Regions from separate parts of the Mus musculus genome. Here region 1 is linked to region 2. The links are chromatin contacts, called in public Micro-C maps. All regions are on one chromosome and are shown on one strand. The core of a region is the stretch at or near the end of the contact, and the rest is flanking DNA. Distances in the headings are between cores, read along the strand shown.

Region 1 (5,085 bases), core at 63-2,562, 180 kb before region 2:
TCACAGCTGGCCCCTCACAGTTTGCCCCTCACAGCTTGCCCCTCACAGCTGGCTCCTCACAGCTGGCCCCTCACAGCTGGCCCCTCACAGTTTGCCCCTCACAGTTGGTCCCTCACAGCTTGCTCAGCCTGGTTTCTTATATACTCCAGGAAGACCTGCCTGGGGGTGGCACCTGCCAGGTGGAATGGGTCCTCCTATATCAGCCATGAATCAAGAAAATTCCAGGCCAGGTTGTGGTGGTACACACCTGTAGTCCCAGCAAGGGAGGCAGAGGCAGGCAGGCCAGCCAGCCTGATTTACAGCAAGGGTTCCATGATAGCCAGGGCTACACAGAGAAACCCTGTCTCAAAGAAAAAAAAAGAAGGAAGGAAGAGAGAGAGAGAGAGCACAAATGCCCTATAGATATTCTCACAGGCCAATCTAATGGAGGCAAGTCCCCAACTGAGATGTTTTGTTTTGTTTTGTTTTGTTTTGTTTTGTTTTGTTTTGTTTTGTTTTGTTTTGTTTTGTTTTGTTTTGTTTTGTTTTGTTTTCGAGACAGGGTTTCTCTGTGTAGCCCTGGCTGTCCTGGAACTCACTCTGTAGACCAGGCTGGCCTCGAACTCAGAAATGCCCCTGCCCCTGCCCCTGCCCCTGCCCCTGCCCCTGCCCCTGCCCCTGCCCCTGCCCCTGCCCCTGCCCCTGCCCCTGCCCCTGCCCCTGCCCCTGCCCCTGCCCCTGCCCGTGCTGGGATTAAAGACATGCTCCACCACACCCGGCTAAAGAGTTATTTATTTTATTTATATGAGTACACTGTAGCTGTCTTCATACACACCAGGAGAAGGCATCAAATCCCATTACAGATGGTTGTGAGCCACCATGTGGTTGCTGGGATTTGAACTCAAGACCTCTGGAAGAGCAGTCAGTGCTCTTAACCGCTGAGCCATCTCTCCAGCCTACCCAACTGAGATTCTTTATTCCCAAATATGTCTAGGTTTACGTCAAGTTGACAAATAATAAGCACACTCTGACTTAAACACACACACACCACTAACGACAATACCAAACAAAAAAAATAGCTCAATTTTAGCAGCCACTGCCATTCACCTAACCAAGTGCCTGGAATGTTCTGGCCCTTGGGCCATGTCTCTCTGATTGTGGCACACTGTCATTTTCCAGAGAGGGGCTGGGCTCAGAGCTGGCTGATAGAGAACCTGGCAGTGTAGCCAAGGGGAGGGCTCCAGCTGCCTCCTATCGAGTTGACCTTTGACCTCAGTCCCGTCTGACGCGGGCAAGGGGAAGGCTATGTATAGTGCCACATCCTTCTTCCTCAGCATTCAGTCTGCGCCGGTTATAGAGGACGGGGGACCCTAGAATTCTCTATGCTAAAGCGTAGGTTAGCCCACTCCCCTCCCACCACTAATAGGGGTGCTGGAGGAAGAGGCTGAGGCGGGACTCCTAGCAGGAGGTGGAGCAAGGGCAGAGACCCTGTCTGCGGAGGAGTGGGGCTGGGTCCTCGAGGTTCTTCTACCAGAATTCCCTGAGAGGTCCAAGGGCAGAGGACGACATGAACTGTCTTCGGGACTCAGGCCGTGGCCTCATTCCTGCCTGGGAGACGCTTCTACTAACAGGTTCGTGAGAGAGCGAACATGGCTTCACCTCGGGCTGGGGACAAAGAAGGGACACCCTCAGAGAGCCCACATAGATCGCAGCACAGAACTCCTGGTTATGAAACCGGAGCGCTCCAAATTCGCCAGCAATCTTTTTGTTGTGGAGCGGGATCCTTTTTAGTCTTGCTAGGTAGGCCCACTCCGCGGCATAGCTCAGAAGTTCCTGCAATCCTCCTGCTTCAGCTCTGCCCCTCCCCCCACCGCTGAGGGCACAGGTGTGTGCCTACACTGCCCGGCTCTTTACCTCAGTCACATCCTGCCTGCCTCAGGGGAGGTGCTAGTTCTTTTTACAAAGAAGAATTAGAAGATCAGAGAGGGACCTTCCCCTGCTAATCACCCAGGACTGGCAAAGATCAGAGTTAGAATTCCAGAGCCCTGTCCCTTTCTGCCAGAGCAGCACGGCCCTAATAAAATTATCACAGCCCAGCATTATCTCAGAGCCGGGAAGACTAAGACGGGAGGATTGCTGTGAATTCGAGGCCAACCTATGCTACTCAGTGAAGGCCACACTAGTCAGGACTACATAGCAAGACCTTGTCTCAAACAAACTAACAATACGAACATTCATATACCAGGTCCTGAGGCCGGTCTCAGTTGGTCCAGTGCGCACCTAGCTTAGGAGGCCCTGGCTTCCAGATAAACCATGTGTGCTGATATACACAGGAGTCCCAGCATTAGGGAGGAAGCAGGAGGATGAGGAGTTCAAGTCAAACCCGGTTATATTGTGAGCTTAAGGCTAGCCTGGGCTACATGAGAGCTTGTCTCAAAAAGAAAAAACATGGGAATTTAGGGGTATTTGAGTGAGATAGCTCAACAGACATGAAAGACAAACTCCTACGCTCCATGAGGAAGTCAGCACCACCATTGTAACTGCACCCGCCACCAAGGTAGTGTTAGCATCTTGGGACAGAATTGCATCCAGTGCTTGCTAGGAAGTTCGAGGCAGTGCTAGCCAATGCATCATCGGAAGTCAAGGGGGGAAAGTGGTGTGTGGTTCATGGGACAAGGCTTCCTGGGAACTCGCGTGGTTGGGTTCGGCTGCAGTTCCACACTGGACAAGCCTGGGTACCCGCTAAGAAAGGGAAAGCCATTGCCCTCTCATTGCCCTCTTCCTGCTTCCTGCCTGCACATTTCCACCCCCAAACCTGGAGGACAACATGCTGTGCCCTGAGTGTGTTCTTAAGAACAAGGTTTTAACTGAGAGCGAGAGCCTCGGCGGATAAAGGGCAGATCTCTCAAGTTTGAGCTAGCTGCTGGCGTCACTCATTCTCGTGGTGTGATCAGCAGAGCTGCCTGCGGCTGACGCTGAGACCGATGGAAATGCACATATCTGCCTTTGAAGGTGCCTTTCTCACCCGGAACTTAAGGGATAGCGTAAGTCAGTTGATGCTTAAGTCCAAGCAGTTTGGAAAAAGCCAGTGAGGCCACCTCTGCTCGTTGGGATACCTGAACACTGAGAGTGACCTCTTACTCTCGTGTGAAGATTAAAAAAGTATCCTATGTGTTTTACTGCAAGTAGGCCCTGGGGCAGGAGGATGACATCTCCAGATAACAATGGTTGCTAGTCCTGTCACCAGCACAACGGGGGTCATAGCCAGTTCAGCGGTCAACCGTAAAGACCTAGCTTATACTGTAGCCTCTGTATGCACATCCTCTTCCCTGGGTTGTAGTGTGTTGCTAGTGTTTAGTACTCAGGTTTGGTTTCTGCTGTTGTAAAATATTACACACACACACACACACACACAAAGAACACAAAGGTCCAGTACTATCCATCCTAAAGCCACCTGAGGTGGGTGTGGAGGTGCCCACCTGTAATCCCAGCACAGGGCAGGCAAAGGCAGGGGGCCCACAGAAATCTGGAGGCCAGCCTGGTCTAGATGGCAGGTTCTAGGCCAGCCAGGGCTACACAGTAAGACTTTGTCTCCAAAACCAGCAAAACATAAATAAAGCCCCAAACTCCATCAGTTTAAGGCTTTCCTGGTCCCCAGGTTGGGGCTTGCATTGCGAAGGGGATGGAGACCCTCTGACATCTCTCCTATTCTCTCTGGGTGTGCTTCATCCCCCACAGAGATGCTCTCTGGGCATGAACAGAGAAAGGGGAGGAGAGAGAAACGGGCCCGGAGCGCTTGCACCTGACTGCTGTAGTTATGGGGGAGAGAGAGAGAGCATACGTGCTTGTGGATCTTTCTGGCTGGGGCCTAGTTAGAACCCTTCTGGATGTGCAGCCTCACCTCCCACCATCCCTAAGTCTCTCTGCCCAGATCAGAAGGAGCCCTTTCTCCCACTGGGCCTGACCCAAGAGAGCCTCTGCCTCCCTCCACAGTCCTTGGCTGTTCATGTCCTTCCAAATGCTGGCAGTGTGGGTCATTTCCCAAGGCCCCTCCTCCATAGGCATACCTGTTCCCCACCACTGTAATCCAGTGGCCTTCATACAAGTCTAAGCCGCCTCATCTCCCAAACTCTGGAAGACACTTCTAAAGGTCTTCCACCAGGCCAACACCCCAGCCCCATTTCAAGTCCTGACCAAAAAGCCTCAGCACTACCTCAGCCACCTCCCAGACAGCTCCAGGACTCCTTCTCTGAGCCCCAAGGAGCTGGAAGAATCAGCCGGGTGGAGGTGGGGAGTATGCCTTTTGTGTTAGGCCTTGGCAGGGAATATGGTTTCTTGACATCCATTTTGTTCCTAGCCTTTAAAAAGGTGAGGGGTTGGGACTGAAGAGATGGCTCAGAAGTTAGGATCATTAGCTGCCCTTGTAAAAGACCTAGGTTCAGTTCCCAGCACCCACACCAAGGCTTGCAACCTTTATCATTAGCATGTGTGAGTTGTGTGCTGTGGTGTGCGTGCAGAGGTCGGCAGAACAACTATGTGAGCTCAGTTCTCTTCTTCCACTTTTCTGTGTGTTCCAAGTCATCTGGTGGCTCACAGCATGGCTGCTCTTCCTGGGGACCTCAGTTCAGTGTGACTTATAGGATAAAGCAGCAGTGTGTCTTAGTTAGGGTTTTACTGCTGTGAACCAACACCATGACCAAGGCAACTCTTATAAGAACATTTAATTGAAGCTGGCTTACAGGTTCAGAAGTCTAGTCCATTATCATCAAGACAGGAGTATGGCAGCATCCAAGCAGGCATGGTGCAGGAGGAGCTGAGTGTTCTACATCTTCATCGGAAGGCTGCTGGCAGAATACTGACTTCCAGGTAGCTTAGCTGGGATTGAGGGTCTTAAAGCCCACACCCACAGTGACATACCTACTCCAACAAGGCCACACCTTCTGATAGTGACACTCCCTGGGGCAAGCATATACAAACCATCACAAGTGGTGTCTTAGCAGGTTGTGGACAAGGTGTTGTAATTATAAAAGGATAAAAGATATAAGATATGTTCTACTGGGGGTGTGATAAAATATGGGGGGAGGGGGTGTCTCGGTGGGCCCATGC
Region 2 (4,538 bases), core at 858-3,357:
AGCTGAGCCGTCTCTCCAGCCATTTTTGTTTTGTTTTGTTTTGTTTTTGTTTTTGAGAGAGGACCTCATGGAGCACAGGTTATTCTCTAACTCTTTCTATTTGGTTGAGTTTTTGGTTCATTTGTTTTGATTTTTTAGAGGTAGTACCTCACTGTGTAGACTTGGCTGTCCTGGAACTTGCTCTGTAGACCAGGCTGGTCTTAAGCACTGAGATCCACCTGCCTCTGCCTCCTGAGAGATAGGATTAAAGGAGCCCACGACCACACCCAGGTGTCCTAAAACTCAACAACAGCCAAAGATGATTGATTGAACTAATGATCCTCCTGCCTCCACCTCGCCAGAGCTGGGATAGCCAGTATGTACTGTGATGGCTGCTTAGAGAGAGGCTGGGTTCTGATCTCCCAAACTCCTCTTGAGTGTCAGGTGCCCCTTCATCTCCTCTTCATGAAGTCCTCCTTCAACCCTCTTCTGTCTGTTGAACACCTCCCTGCAAATCTCTGGACCCCCGTGTCAGTTTGCTCACCCTGGGATACATTTGTCTACTCTGGAGTGGACCACTGTACCTGGGTAGCTATGGGTGGCATTTTCGTGTGAGCCTCTGAGCCTTTGAGTATACATCTGGCAACCCTTTCTTGCCTGCTGTGGGGTGGGATTGAGATGTGGGACAGCCTGGACTTTTACGGTGGCTGGGAGTCACACAGAGGAGATAGATGTATCTCTGGGCGTGTAGAGCTGACAAGGGGGTCCAGAGATTTGCAGGGACTTATGTGACAGGAGAAGGTTGAAGAAAGACTTCCTGGAGAGGGGATGAAGGAGCCCCACGCAAAGGTCACTTTTCCTGGTTTCACAATTGCTTCCTGTGACAGGGAATGCTAAAACAGCTTTGAGAGCCCTGCCAAAACCTACAACATAAGCCTTTCCACTAGGACTGATGGGTAAAACCTTGGCTCACAGGGCAGCTCAACGCTGGTCACCCTCAGACTGGCCAGAGACTGGAGGGGGAGGACCCTCTCTCAGCATGACCCACAATTATACCACCCCCCATCCATAGCAGTATCCCAGGCTAGTTTCTACCCTCTGAACAGAGGCAGAACCCTCCTTCTCCAGCCCCCATCCAGCATTCTTGGGATTTTGTTCCACACTGCCTCGGCGTGTGAGGATCCTGGAGTAGACTGATCTGTGACCCCTTACTTTGACCTGTGACCCTCTCTTCCATCCCGCGGTCCTAGCAGCCTGCTCTTTCCCTCAGCCACTCACCTGCCGACGCGCCAGCCCACTTCTCCTCCCCTCCCCCCAAGGTGGGGAAGGAATGGCGGGCAGAGAAGGAAGGCGGAAGGGGGGTGACATTCCTTGGATTCCCTGGATGGGGGGAAGTGAAGGAGTCAAGGAGAGCAGAGCAGAGCAGAGGGAGGGGCACCCCATCCCCACCTCATCACCAAAGAGGCCGACCAGGACTGGGAATTGAAAACCCATTAGAGAAAAGATTGACCTGACCAGTTCCAGGCCACTGCTCAGTCAGAGGAGGGGCGCTTCCCAGCAAGGTGGCTGCCTCTAAGGGGAGGGCATCCTAGGGCACTCAGGGAAGAGCCGGTCATGCAGGAGAGACTACAAAGAGAGACCAGCACAGGCAACTAATCACATCAGGGACCGCTGGTCAAAACCGACAGTTCACAAACCAGGGCGATGGCTCACCCTTGTAATCCCAGTACTTGGGAAACTGAGGCAGAAGGCCAGCCTGAGCTACAGTGGGCCACCGACTCCAAAAAGAAAATAAACTAGGAAAAAGATTCACCTGCAGTCGAGGGCCACATGCCACCTTGGGCATGCGTGTCAAGACCCCGCAGGTGGCCAGGAAGGAAGGGAACGAGTATCTGCGCGCTTTCCCTTAGATTCCAGCTCGAGGCTTGACTGGAGGGTCGGTCCCCACGGCTGAGGAGGAGAGCCGCAGGCGTGGGTTGGATGGAGCAGCGCGCGGCGGTGCTAGCGGGTCCCCGCGCGCGCGAGGGTGGGAGGTCCTCTCAGGGCAGTGGGAGGTCTTGGCCCTGCGCCCAGCTTGGGGATGGGGTGGGCGTGGTCAGGGGCGTGGTCAGGGGCCTGGCCTCCGCTGCCAGCTTCAGGGCGGCGGAGAGCCTCGCCCGGGCTCAGTCACTGCCGCCACTGCAGGGAACATGGAACCCCCTGACGCCCGCGCAGGGCTGCTGTGGCTCACCTTCCTGCTGTCGGGCTACTCAGGTATGACTTGGGGCTGAGGGCAGAGCTGAAACTTGAGGTTGGGGCTTGTGGGGCAGGCCCCTGGAGTCCCCGAGAAGACAAGGGGAACAAGCTTCCATTTCCCCAGGGATCACAATCTAGGGATTCCCCAGTAGGGAGGAAGGCGGGAGGCCTTGGGGTGCACCCGATCTGAGAGCTAAGGATACCCTAGCTCTGGAGCAAACACATCTGAGACAGCTGTCCCTCCCCAGCTCTTTGGGAATCCTGGAGTCTAAGCCCTGCGACCCCTAATAACCTTGAGTACCTGGAATCTGGGATCTGTAGCCCCTAGTCCCTTAGACTGGAGTCCAGCCCCTCCCCTCCCCCATAGTCAAAATAGGTTCTGCTAAGATACTGAAGATTAGCATCCCGGAGCTGTTCTCTAAGTGATTAAGCTCAGAGTTTCCTCAGAGAAACGGGGGACCCTGCGGTTAAAGCACTTTCTAGAATGTTAGGGTTTCCCCAAAATTCAGAGTTTAGGCTGCCTCTAAAGGACCCGCCTCTCTCTGAAAGGGCCGGAAGAACCGAGCCTGACAGAGAAGGTGGAACAGTGTTTTCCGACTGACAGGGCCCCTTTCCTGAGGGCCCCGATAAATCCACACACCTGCATGTGGTGAAGTGGGGAGGAGAAACAGGGGCGGGGGGACACTGGGGACAGGGTGAAGAGAGATCAGGGAAGACAGGATATCTGGCTGCTTGGCTGCTCACAACCAGTCCAGAGCACCAGCTTGGCCCCCAACCAGCTCCCCTGGGACAGGCTGGGCCCAGAGGTGGGTGCCTGAGAACCAAGGCTCCTGGCACAAACGTGATATAGAGTGGGAACCCAGGAGTAGTCTGTGCCAGGTTAGGCGGGAAAGGAATGATGCCAGCCCAGAGGGTAGATTCTCAGCAAGAACCGTGCTACCTGCCAGACCCTGACAGGAATCCAAGACCCAAGTTCTCAGGTCCCTAGGACTCAGAGATCCGTGTTTCCCACATGCAGCCTGCTATACCTCGGGCAGCTAGTTGTCTAAACTTCCAGTCCTTTCTCCCTCAGGACCCAGCCTCACCTCTGCCCAGGTGACTCACCTCACCCTTTTCAAGCTTCTCTGGTAAAGAGATGGGGGGGGGGTGTTGTCAAGGGGCGGGTAGGGGGCTCTGGCGCCAAGCTGGGCAGGTCTCAGCCAGCCTGACCCTCCCACATTCCTGAAACCTGCCCAGCCCTGTCCCCCCTTGCCACTCCCACACACCCATCCAGCTTCTGGCCCAGCTGCAGCCCACACCCTGGCCCCCCACACATGAGAGAGCAGAGGGCCCCCGGGAGCTACTGGAGAAGATAGGATGGAGCCATGAGATAGGATGGGACTAAGATGGAGAAAGACCTGTTATTTAGCCCCAGGCTAAGTCTTGTCCTGTTTGCTGGAGGCCAAGAGGAGAGCCAGGCCTGGCCTTTCCTTGAGGGGACATTTGCTATAACTGGTGAAGAAGCCAGACTTTAGCTTCAAGTGCTGGAGAAGGCTTTACTTTAAGCCTTACAAGTCTGAGAGGCCGAGCCAGTGGCATGGGACTTTAATCAGGAAGGAGGCAGAAGCAGCTGTAGATCTCTGTGAGTTCAAGGCTAACCTGGTTCACATAGCTAGCAGGATTCCAGGCAGTAAAGGCTACACGGTAAAACCCTATTTCTAAAAAGAAGAGTTAGAGAAATACTGACAGGACCCAGGCTCAGAGATGACCAAGGAGAGAGAGAGGATCTGTGTCCGAGGGAGGAGGCGGGGGCCTGGAGGGCTCTCCTTGTTGATAGCATTGGGTGGAATTCGATGCTGCACTGCTCTGCAGGTGCCCAGGCTGAGCTGCACGTGTCCGTGCCCCCACGGGTGGAGGTGATGCGAGGCGAGCAAGTCGCCCTGGACTGCACTCCACGGGAGCACCCTGAGCATTACGTGCTGGAATGGTTCCTCGTGAGTGCTCTGCGCTGGGAGCTAGGGAGGAGGAGGGAGGAGGGAGGACCCGGTGGCCTGGTCACCTTGGCAGCCATTAGCTCTGCCTACACTGGTCGTCTGCTCAGAAGACCCTTACACAGAGCTATCAGAAGCTGCCTTTCCACTTCACAGATGAGGAGGTTGGTGAGGAGGAAGGCTTTGGCCTCATGTCTGTGCAGGACGGGCGTGGGGAAGCGGTTCCCCTGTGGAACAGTGCTGGAGTGAGGGCCTCCAGAGACGAGAGGGAAGGAGAGGAAGTGAGAGATGATGGGGCAAGGAGAGTGAGACACAGGAGACATGGGACAATGAGGGACACAGAGGAAGGAGCTA

What was found. A called contact is a pair of places that touch in the nucleus more often than the background predicts.
Region 1: a contact with region 2 is called in a Micro-C map of embryonic stem cells. The contact joins the promoter of Igsf23 here to the promoter of Bcam in region 2. A contact is called at or near these places in 1 of 39 promoter capture datasets (stem cell-derived epiblast-like cells), 4 of 484 Hi-C or Micro-C datasets (B cells, CD8 T cells and embryonic stem cells), 1 of 115 datasets of contacts at active chromatin or transcription factors (microglia) and 4 of 9 other capture datasets (adipose tissue, embryonic stem cells, liver and 1 more).

What each region holds. Positions count from the first base shown.
Region 1 is chr7:19,946,970-19,952,054 of GRCm38.p6, reverse strand. Igsf23 (immunoglobulin superfamily, member 23) reads left to right here and starts at 1,312. Exons shown (of 5, transcript NM_027308.2): 1 at 1,312-1,610. The coding sequence starts at 1,547.
Region 2 is chr7:19,768,101-19,772,638 of GRCm38.p6, reverse strand. It overlaps Bcam (basal cell adhesion molecule), which reads left to right and starts at 2,107. Exons shown (of 15, transcript NM_020486.2): 1 at 2,107-2,232; 2 at 4,066-4,187. The coding sequence starts at 2,169.